2 separate regions of the Drosophila melanogaster genome follow, and region 2 is linked to region 1. A link is a contact called in public Hi-C data. All regions are on one chromosome and are shown on one strand. Each heading gives the region's core, a stretch centred on a gene start, on an enhancer-like site or on the middle of the called end of the contact. The rest is flanking DNA. Distances are from core to core; before and after follow the strand shown. Region 1 holds the start of sesB (stress-sensitive B). Region 2 holds the start of hang (hangover).

Region 1 (4,603 bases), core at 2,052-4,551:
CCACCACCCACATGCAACATCAAACTATATTCTATAACCAAATTCTAACTAAAAACCTTAATCTATAAAAAAAATAAGCATGCATAACGCTATATAAATTATAAATCGATAAGCCTGGCGTTGCGTAGTCAGTTTATTGCATTTTATTTGGCATATTGAAAAATGATTTCCGTTTTATCTTCCGTTGATATCTTACTACCCATATGGGAATCAATCTACGATTCCCGCTTATTTACTTTGATTATTTTATAATTTTGTTGTTGTGTATATCATTTTGCCGCCCTCGTCAACCAACCAAACACTCCACTTCCATATTCCTATGTCCCCATAGTCCCTCCAAATCCGAACCCCACATCCAGCCACCCAATCAATTCCATTTAATCAGACCTCCCCCCTTCTCACTTCTCCAGCGCCTGGTTTGCCTGTGTGATAGTAGTTTATAATTAAAACCATCCGCTGGGCACCCAACTCCCCTCATGGGACCTTAAGCAGTCCCCCCCCCCCTTTCACCAGAACCCTAACCTGCACACATCATTTTTTCAATTTTTGAACGGCGAGCAAACTATATAGAAACCACTTTACACATAATATACTAAAGCTTAAAACAAAAAAAAACATAAAATTAAAGATGAAAACTTACAAAAAAATACCACTATTTTTACATTAATTATTTTTAAATTTATCCTTATCTTTACCTAAATTAGTTTAGAGCTTTTTTTTGCGTCGTCTACATTTTACTGTTAAGTTCATTTAATCTACACATAATCTACATGAGGATGATGTGACGACACCAGATGTATCTACACTGTACATTGTATCTACATTACAGAGCTAAAATATCTATAAATATTATAAATATAACAAAAAAAGAGTAAAATATTATTAAAAACACAAAAAAAAAAACAAAAATAATTCGTTCCTTGGTTGTTTTTATTTTCGTTGTAGTTCAGTATTTTTGATTTTCAGTAACTGGTTTTCCTCTCTCCTTTCCAAATCGGCTTCGATTCCGAAATCCTATAATCCCGATCGTTTCGAGAGGCTTTCGATGTTGTCCCTGTACCCAGACATACATATATTAATGATCCGTAACCCCCTATTCAAACAGTTGTCTAAATTATTAATTTAATGTGAATTTGAGAAGAGCTAAAGTCGTCAGATAAATTCAAATAGCGTGTGAGTACATACATAGATGTATACCTAACTAACAACACCGATCATATATATGGAGTACACTAAACTAACATAACCTAACGTAAACTAAAATAAAGAATAAATGAATGAATTAACTACCTCAGCTTTGAATATTTCTATAGAAATGTTATTAAATGTATTTGAAAAGCGTAAGAGATATACAAATGCAAGATGCCGCCAGATCGAAAGATAGTTAATAAAAAGAAAGACAGATGGAACAGAACAATGTCAAAGAATACAAGTTTTAGAGCTGCATTTATATAGTATCAGATCGATAAGGAACATAGTAACAAAATCGTAAAACAAAACCAAAAAAAATATATTAAGTGTACGTTTTGCATATTCCTATATAGTTAACTAAACGTAAAAGCAAGATGGGTAAACATGAATACTACTATAACAATCATTTTGCGTCCATTTTTGTTGTTTCCTATACAAGAAAAAATTAAATAAAAACAAAAACAAACCACAAAAAAAAAAAATAAACAAAAAAAAAGCGAACGAATAAATCACACAAATAGGATGAAAACAAAACTATATTCCCAATTACATTGTATAACTGTCTTTTAACCACAAGCAAAACGCTAACACAATCGGTACACGATAACCAATATACTATACATATATCAAATATCCACTCTGTGTATGTTTTGTATCTGCCATGGAATATGTACCCGAAAGTAATCTAGATAACCACGTAAAGGACATAGGACTCGATGTCTAGATGTGTCGTCATAGTTTAGAGGCCCCAGTATTTACTAGCCAGTACTTTGCATTTGTTTGCCTTTATCTTTTACCTTTACCATTGCCTTTAAATTAACCCCTCTGTCCAACCAACGAAATTCAAAAGAAAGGGTTCTTCATTTGATTACCATACCCCTCAGCACGCCCAAAACTCCTAGTATTCTGGCCTGTCCCAGGGTGCTGATTCAAAAACTAGAGATATACATAGGTGTATACATAACATACTAATCTGCGTAAGATGTTTTCCCCATTTCGGTGTAACTAAATGTTAATATTGCTAGCGCTCAATACGAAATTACCGTATACAAGACCCACATACAGCAAATAAAAAGACACAAAAGCTTACTAAATTGTATCCCAAGGCCAAGGAAAATATTAGAAAACCAGATATACAACTAACTCAAATACAATTTTGTGAACATGTGAAAAACAAATCGAAAAGAAATTTACTCAATAAATGATTTTTCGTATATAAGAAGTGCATTTTGAATCAAGTTTTGCGATTATCCTTTTCAACAACGTTTTAAAATTAAGAATATGATATTTTCGAAAAACATTTTTCAGAATAACTTGGCCAAAAAAGGTGGCTCAGCTAAAACGATGACTGTTTTGTGTTGCTTATTAACATTGCTAACAATCTGTAACACTTTCAAACCGAGTTTCAGGAATAATTTTTTTGACCAATTTAAGCAATTTTTCATTAGGGGTACCATCATCAAAATTCGACAAATTACCGATTTTCTCATTTTCGATAACCAAATTTGCAAAAAATGGCCAAAAATTAAAGTTGCCAGACTTAAATACAGTTCGATGAGGAATTTGGAACGATTTCAACGAGGTATGAGATATTCCAATTTTGGACAAACCTTTGATTTAATATAAAAAGAAAACTTTTGTTTTTGTAAAAAAAAGAGCAATTAAAAAACCGCGTTAAATGCAATACATTCAAACTAGTTTTTATCATAGTTTGGCAAAAGGAGGTCGTACAGGTCGTTGTTAATTTCCCAAAGAAGCGTGCAGATTAATTGTAATGAATCCATTATTAAAACATAAAATAGTCTTTAACTTTTGTGTAATTCAGAACTCGCAATAATATAATATATAATATAAAATAATATAACATAATGGGAAAGTCGATGTAAAAATATTTTTAAGGTATTAAAAAATATCGATATTGATGCTTCAATCCCCGCTTGCCTTAATTTTATAATAAAACGTAATATACTGGTTTTAATTACATCAAAAATAGCCATATTTATTTATACTAGCAAAAGTTACCGACAAAAATATCACGAATAAAAACCGAAATCTAGCTGAATATCGATAGATCGCCGAATAAATACCAGTTAAAGCAACTATCGATATGCGGTATTTTTGCAGCTTTCATCCCCAAGTCACTGGGCCCTCGAGACCCCCACCACTTTACGAATTTCATTCGCCAAGTGAGCACGCGGCTTCGTCTGATTCTGCAAAAGAAGTTTTTATTCTGTGACTTTTGTGAGAAGTTATCAACTGAAGGTATTGTGCTATTTTCTATATCTATTACATTTGCGAGGCTCTTTTGCTTAACAAGAAAAGAGACGGTGTGCCCCGTACCTGCCATTGATTTTTTTTTACCCATTAATTCACGTCACCTTGCGCTAGATTCTGTAGTTATGTAATGTGCTAATTTTTTTATTGTGTCGGTGTTGGTTTAAACTAACGTTTTTTTTTGTATGTTCGACAAGCAGTTCCGGTTTAACTGCATCGAAAAGAAATCCCGAAATGGGACTTGAAAATACCCGAAAAGTGCTTACATAACCCTTGCGAAAAATAATTGTGCCGAAATTGTGTTTGCCATCAATTAAACACGTAATAAATTGGGCGTATTAGCAAACTTTTCGGTATTTTATACCCCCAATCCAAAGTTCATTTAGAATACCCAGAAAGAAAATGGAAGAAGCCACGCTGGATCTTTTTCCCATCTATTTCCTTCCAATTTGCAACCACGCTGGAACTGCCAACTTATGCAATAGCAACGAGTTGGCAGGCCGGCTCGTCTGTACGAAAAAATGTTGCACATGAATTGCGATTATATTTCAAAGAGAATTGCACTTCTCTAGAATCAAATTGGCCTGCATTTGCACAAATATATTATTATATACACCAAATGCAGGCTATTCTATAGTAAAACGCGTGGCAATTGATTGTTCTACCGCCCAGTCGCACATGAGTGTGTATGAACACACAGTTGCGAATAAATTCCATGTGCCACTAACGCCCTCTCGCTCACTCCCATGCCAGACACCAGCTGCGCGTGCAAGTACTTATCGGGTGTGTGTGTGTGAAGAAGAGAGAGAGAGTTGGTTTTATTTCTTAAGAGTAATGTAACTATTTCTCTTTGGTTGCCTCCCTTTCTTTTCTGACCTGCTTTCTTTTATTAAAGATAAAAATTCATGCGAAAAAAACGGGTTTCCCCAGTGTTCTCATTTCTTCTATTATTATTCCATTCCCATACCCCTTAAACCCTTTCTGACGTCAATCGTTAATGTACGTATAGTATTCATGTGATTTATTGTTTATTGTAGCCCTTTGTGTGGCCTTTTAGTGCGATTTTGCACTTGGTTGAGATTAGTGTTTATTATTACATATCCCTGGCGAATCACATTTCCAATTCTCGCCCAGTCGG
Region 2 (4,576 bases), core at 1,369-3,868, 5.6 Mb before region 1:
CTCCCGTTTCCCGGTCTCTTTTGCCAGTGTCTTTGTTTCGTTTGCCTGTGGTGCTGTGTGCGTGTGTATGCCATGGCGAGCATGTGGTCCGCCTCCAGATAACGAGAACGGAGCAAGAGCAAGAGCCAGCACAGCCAGAGCCAGTGCCAGTGGAAGAGGAAGAGCCAAGAGCAACAGCAAGAGAAGCAGTCGAGCTAGCGACGATGACGACGATGACGCCAACTTATATATGTACAATATACACCACCTCTGTCGGAGCCAACTGGCGTGCCATGGTGTGCGTGTGTCCATGTGGCCATGTTCCCGTGTCTGTGTGAAGAGCAATTGCCATGAAATCGAATCGAAGCCCAGGGAAAAGAACAGAGAATCGCGGCGAAGCAACCGAGCACCATTGGACCCAACCATCTATCCATCCATCCATTGGGGGCACCAAGCAGACCAAGCTGGCGAAGCGGATATGGAATATTGGGGATACACATACTGGATGGAATGCCGGGCAAACCCAGCGGAAAAAACCGGAAAAGCAAGCATGCAAGAGGCCGTAGAAAGAATCAATAAACGAAGCTAGCGAAGCCCCAGTCCAAGTCCTCCTCCTGTTCCGCCTGTTCCGTCTCCGTCACTTCAATTTCCTTGCAAGGATGCGCGCGCGCAAAGAGAGAGCGCCGGCGGAGCAGAGAGCAACTGCTGCCCTCCAAGCGAAATTCCTTGAAAAAGGTACGCAGCAGGCAGCTACAGCGCAAAATTATATGTAATTGGCCTGGGTTTTTGGGTTTTCGGTTTTTCGGTTTTCTGGCCTGGAATCTCTGAATCTCTGTGTGTCCGCCGCACACACACCAACACCGATACAGCCAGGGGCACACAGACGCAGCCAGGCACACTAATACCAAGGCAACAACGGCGGCGGCGGCGGCAACGACGGCGCGCTCATCGGGCTTTATGCTTTGTGCTGGTCATTCGCAGCTGCTCTCGCAATCGAGAAGTGGAGGATGAAAAGGAGAACGAGGAAACGGATGAGCCGCTGGAGGAAGAAGAGGAGCAAGCGGAGCAGGCTGTAGATTTTTGGAAAGGAAGCAGGATCAGTTCTAACCTCAAAGCGGGAAGGCAATGAAAGCAATGGAATCGAAGAAGGAGGAGTAGCAAAAGTGTAGAGTTCAAGTTTGATTATGAGCTAAAGATTGTGGTCGTGATTGGATTTCAGCCAGAATGGAGCTCCAATTCTACTCCTCCGTCTCCTCTTTCTCCTACACCCATTCTCTTCCACTCCCACTGCATCGTGACTTGGCAGTGGAAACATTGGAAACCCAAAACCTAGCCACACACCCATACCAAAGCAGATGAGGAGTAGGAGGCGGAGTTTGGCTGGTTTTCGGTTCGTTCGTTTTTTTTTTTTTTGTTTGCTTGGTTTTTCGTTTTTGGATGTGGCTGGCCATCATCTTTGGTTGCTTGCACAATCCCCCTTCGATGGGTCTTGAACTCCGGGGCCCAATGCCCACTGCCCAATGGTTACTCGGCATCATCCGTAACCTCACTTTTCCATTCTGTCCAGCGAACGGGTGTGGCCACCGCCTCATCCTTCCACTGACCATTTGGGATCTGTGTGTATAACTGTTAATGGTGTCCAACCACCAGAGCACCGGAGTGCCAGAGCACCCAAGAGAGCGTTCAGTGAGAGCGGCGGACTCGGACTCGGAATCGGAGACCCGGGATGACGACACCGACGGCAGCAATGGCGATGGCAACAGCCGGATTATGTATATACCCGCATCCGCATCCGCACCCGTGCCCATGCCCACACCCATACCCATACCCATAACCACTCACCTTGATGCCGACGCAGTTGTGGATCTTGGTGGACAGCGGCTCCTTGTCGGCCGCATAGCTATTGATGATCGAGATGCATTCGGTTTGTGGGGCGATGCACAGGCGACAGCAGTTTTGTCGCGCCGACCGTTCGCTGTTGCTGTTTCTCGCCGATGTTGCTGTTGCTGCTGTTGGAATGGCCGCTTCAGGGGATGTGGTTCCCGCTGACGCAGTGGCTACCGTCGTCGTTGTCGTTCCAGGCTGTGTCGCTGTGGCCTCCAATGCTACCGATGCTGTTGTTGTTGCGACGGCTGCTGCTACTGCTGCTGTTGTTGTTGTTGTCGCTGTTGCCGCCGCAGCGTCGCACATTTTGTCGCTTTTGTATTGGTCGCCCTCTCGCTCTCTTCTTTGCCGCTTGCTTCTACTTCTCGGTTGAATTTGTTTTTGGGTTTGGTTTTTTGCACGTTTTCACTTTTGTTTCGGTCTGCGTCCGTTCGCAATCGTTCCACACCATCCACATCCACTACTACAATATACTACTATGTGCTATATTATCCGCTCTCCGACGGAAACGACCACGCCGCTCGCGTTTCCCACTTTTCGCACATTGTTCGCACTGGTTCTTTTACTTATTTCGTTGCCATTGATCCTTTGCTGATTCGCAATTTGGAGTTTCGCTCTTGGGTTTCCTTTATCTTCGCCTATTTTTCCACTTCGCTTTTGTTTGGAGGAGTCGCACTGGAAAAAAAATGACCGCTACACTGGGACTGCGAATTGCCGTGGCGTATCTGCGACTGTAAACGGGAAAATGATTTCTGGCGAAAAAAGGTCGTTTTTGGCTAGAGATGGGCACGCCGGGCGAAGCCTGGACCTTACTATCGCTATCGCTTGTGGCAGACGCATGCGTGGTCACACTTACCACTGTACGGCGGTTTTTCTTAGCGGTCGCATACCCGGTCACTCTGGGAAATAACCATCAAAGAAGCCATTTTAATTCGATAAGTCGATCTCTTTGACTTTTTATATCGCGGCTATATAGAATTTCAAAATAAAAGTATGAAAAACTCCACATAAAGATTGTACAAAGATTCTCTATAAAGTGAATCATAAAATTTACTGCATTGAACGTACTTTAGCTTAAATTTCCGTTGATTTCTTATTGGGAAATTAGGTATGTTAAGAGATTTGAATTAAGCAACTACAAAAGTGAATTCTGAAAACTGATTTCCAAATTAAAGAAAATAATGTTTTAATATTGCAGTTACTTCGCAGTTATACCGGGAACATACGAAATTGTGAATGCACCGGCTACTCGATAGCCACCGATATTCCGATTGGAAAGGGCACAGCTATCGACTAGAATCGAGTAATCAAAGTAACAACAGGTTGTTGTCCCGCCCTGGCGGTAAGTCAGTTGATAAATTCACTTCGGCATTACAAAATACCCGCAGAGTGCCAACATCGCGTTTGCCGATACTTAAAGTAATTAAAAGCGTTATAATTGTGCCGTTCTTTATGGTGTATTTGTTTTCGCGCAACATGCGTGTTCTTATTGCTGTTTAACACGTTTCCCTGAAGTGTAGACTTGTGAAATCTTTACTTTAAGTCTCTGCTCCCAAATATTCTCCAAGACAGACGTATTTGTGTGCCTGTGTGTGTATCTGCCGAGAAGAAATACATATATCGTACGACTGGTGGCGGGGTAACCAGCGATAGAAACTTTCGTTTGATATCTTCAGATACAAAGATACAATTGTATCTCGAAATGCAACTACTCACACACACGCACGCACGCACACCGGCACTGACACGTGTTGATGTGCTGCACTTGTGTGCGTTTTACCCATCTGTTGATTGCGACCTTGCTAGTAAATAATTACCATCTAATAAATTATGATACAATAGGAATAGATGCGCCCACCTATGTATCTAATTATGTAGGGGCGTGCACATAAGGCCCATTTTTATGCCTAAATGCCAATCTTCTGACCTATCTATCTATCTCATGTGCGCTTTTAATAGGTTATACTTAAATGAAAGCGATCGAACTTATACTTTTCCCGGAATCCGGGACCATTTCAAAGAATTTCAAGATAAGCGCACTCAAAGTTGTAAGCGATTATTGTCTTATTTTTAGTGGTATTTACGCAAAGTTGTTCGAATTTACTGTGCCAAAATCATAAGTAAAGAAATATATAAAAAGTACAACAACTAATTGCAAAATGAAGCATCAAAATTGTATTTCGCAAATGTTCGAAATATCTTTTCGGCTCTATGTAACTATGAATCCAAAATTCACAGGAATTTTACTTCTGATCCATTTGTAAAAGCATGACTCAATTAGTATACATAGATACTTAGATACATAGATACTTATGTATGCGCACGGGTAGACTTTGTTGACGTGGGTTTGAGTGTAAGATGAATCATCTCGGAGTGAGCAAATGCGTTCTGTTGCCTTGAAAACGGCCCTTTCCGATGATAATGGACCGCAGAAATCGCTGCGGTGGAAATAAAGCCATTGTTCTGGTTATTTGCGCTGCGAGGTGCCATTGAAGTCTTTTCCAAAACGAATTTAACTTAATTTTTTGGTTAAAAATGTATAAAGAGTGGGACAGAACAGACCGTACATGCAGTTGTTTATGTTTATCAATTGAAAAGTTTTCAAGAAAGGCTTTGCAAATGACGAAACAATTGGAAAACAAACCCAAAGCCTTTGTGCAAATAGTTTAATATATTATATTCAGGCCTCACATTTGTTTCCATACCCATTAAG

What was found. A called contact is a pair of places that touch in the nucleus more often than the background predicts.
Region 2: a Hi-C map of the Kc167 cell line shows a contact between it and region 1, with 2.2 times the contacts expected there. The contact joins the promoter of hang here to the promoter of sesB in region 1.

The regions. Positions count from the first base shown.
Region 1 is chrX:10,785,656-10,790,258 of dm6, reverse strand. It overlaps sesB (stress-sensitive B), which reads left to right and starts at 3,301. Exons shown (of 4, transcript NM_001298161.1): 1 at 3,301-3,453. Ant2 (Adenine nucleotide translocase 2) reads left to right here and starts at 3,352. Exons shown (of 4, transcript NM_176725.3): 1 at 3,352-3,453. Imp (IGF-II mRNA-binding protein) reads left to right here. Exons shown (of 7, transcript NM_167253.3): 7 at 1-2,390.
Region 2 is chrX:16,420,873-16,425,448 of dm6, reverse strand. hang (hangover) reads right to left here and starts at 2,618. Exons shown (of 8, transcript NM_167521.3): 1 at 1,822-2,618. The coding sequence starts at 2,169. It overlaps AnxB11 (Annexin B11), which reads left to right and starts at 3,207. Exons shown (of 8, transcript NM_001272689.1): 1 at 3,207-3,668.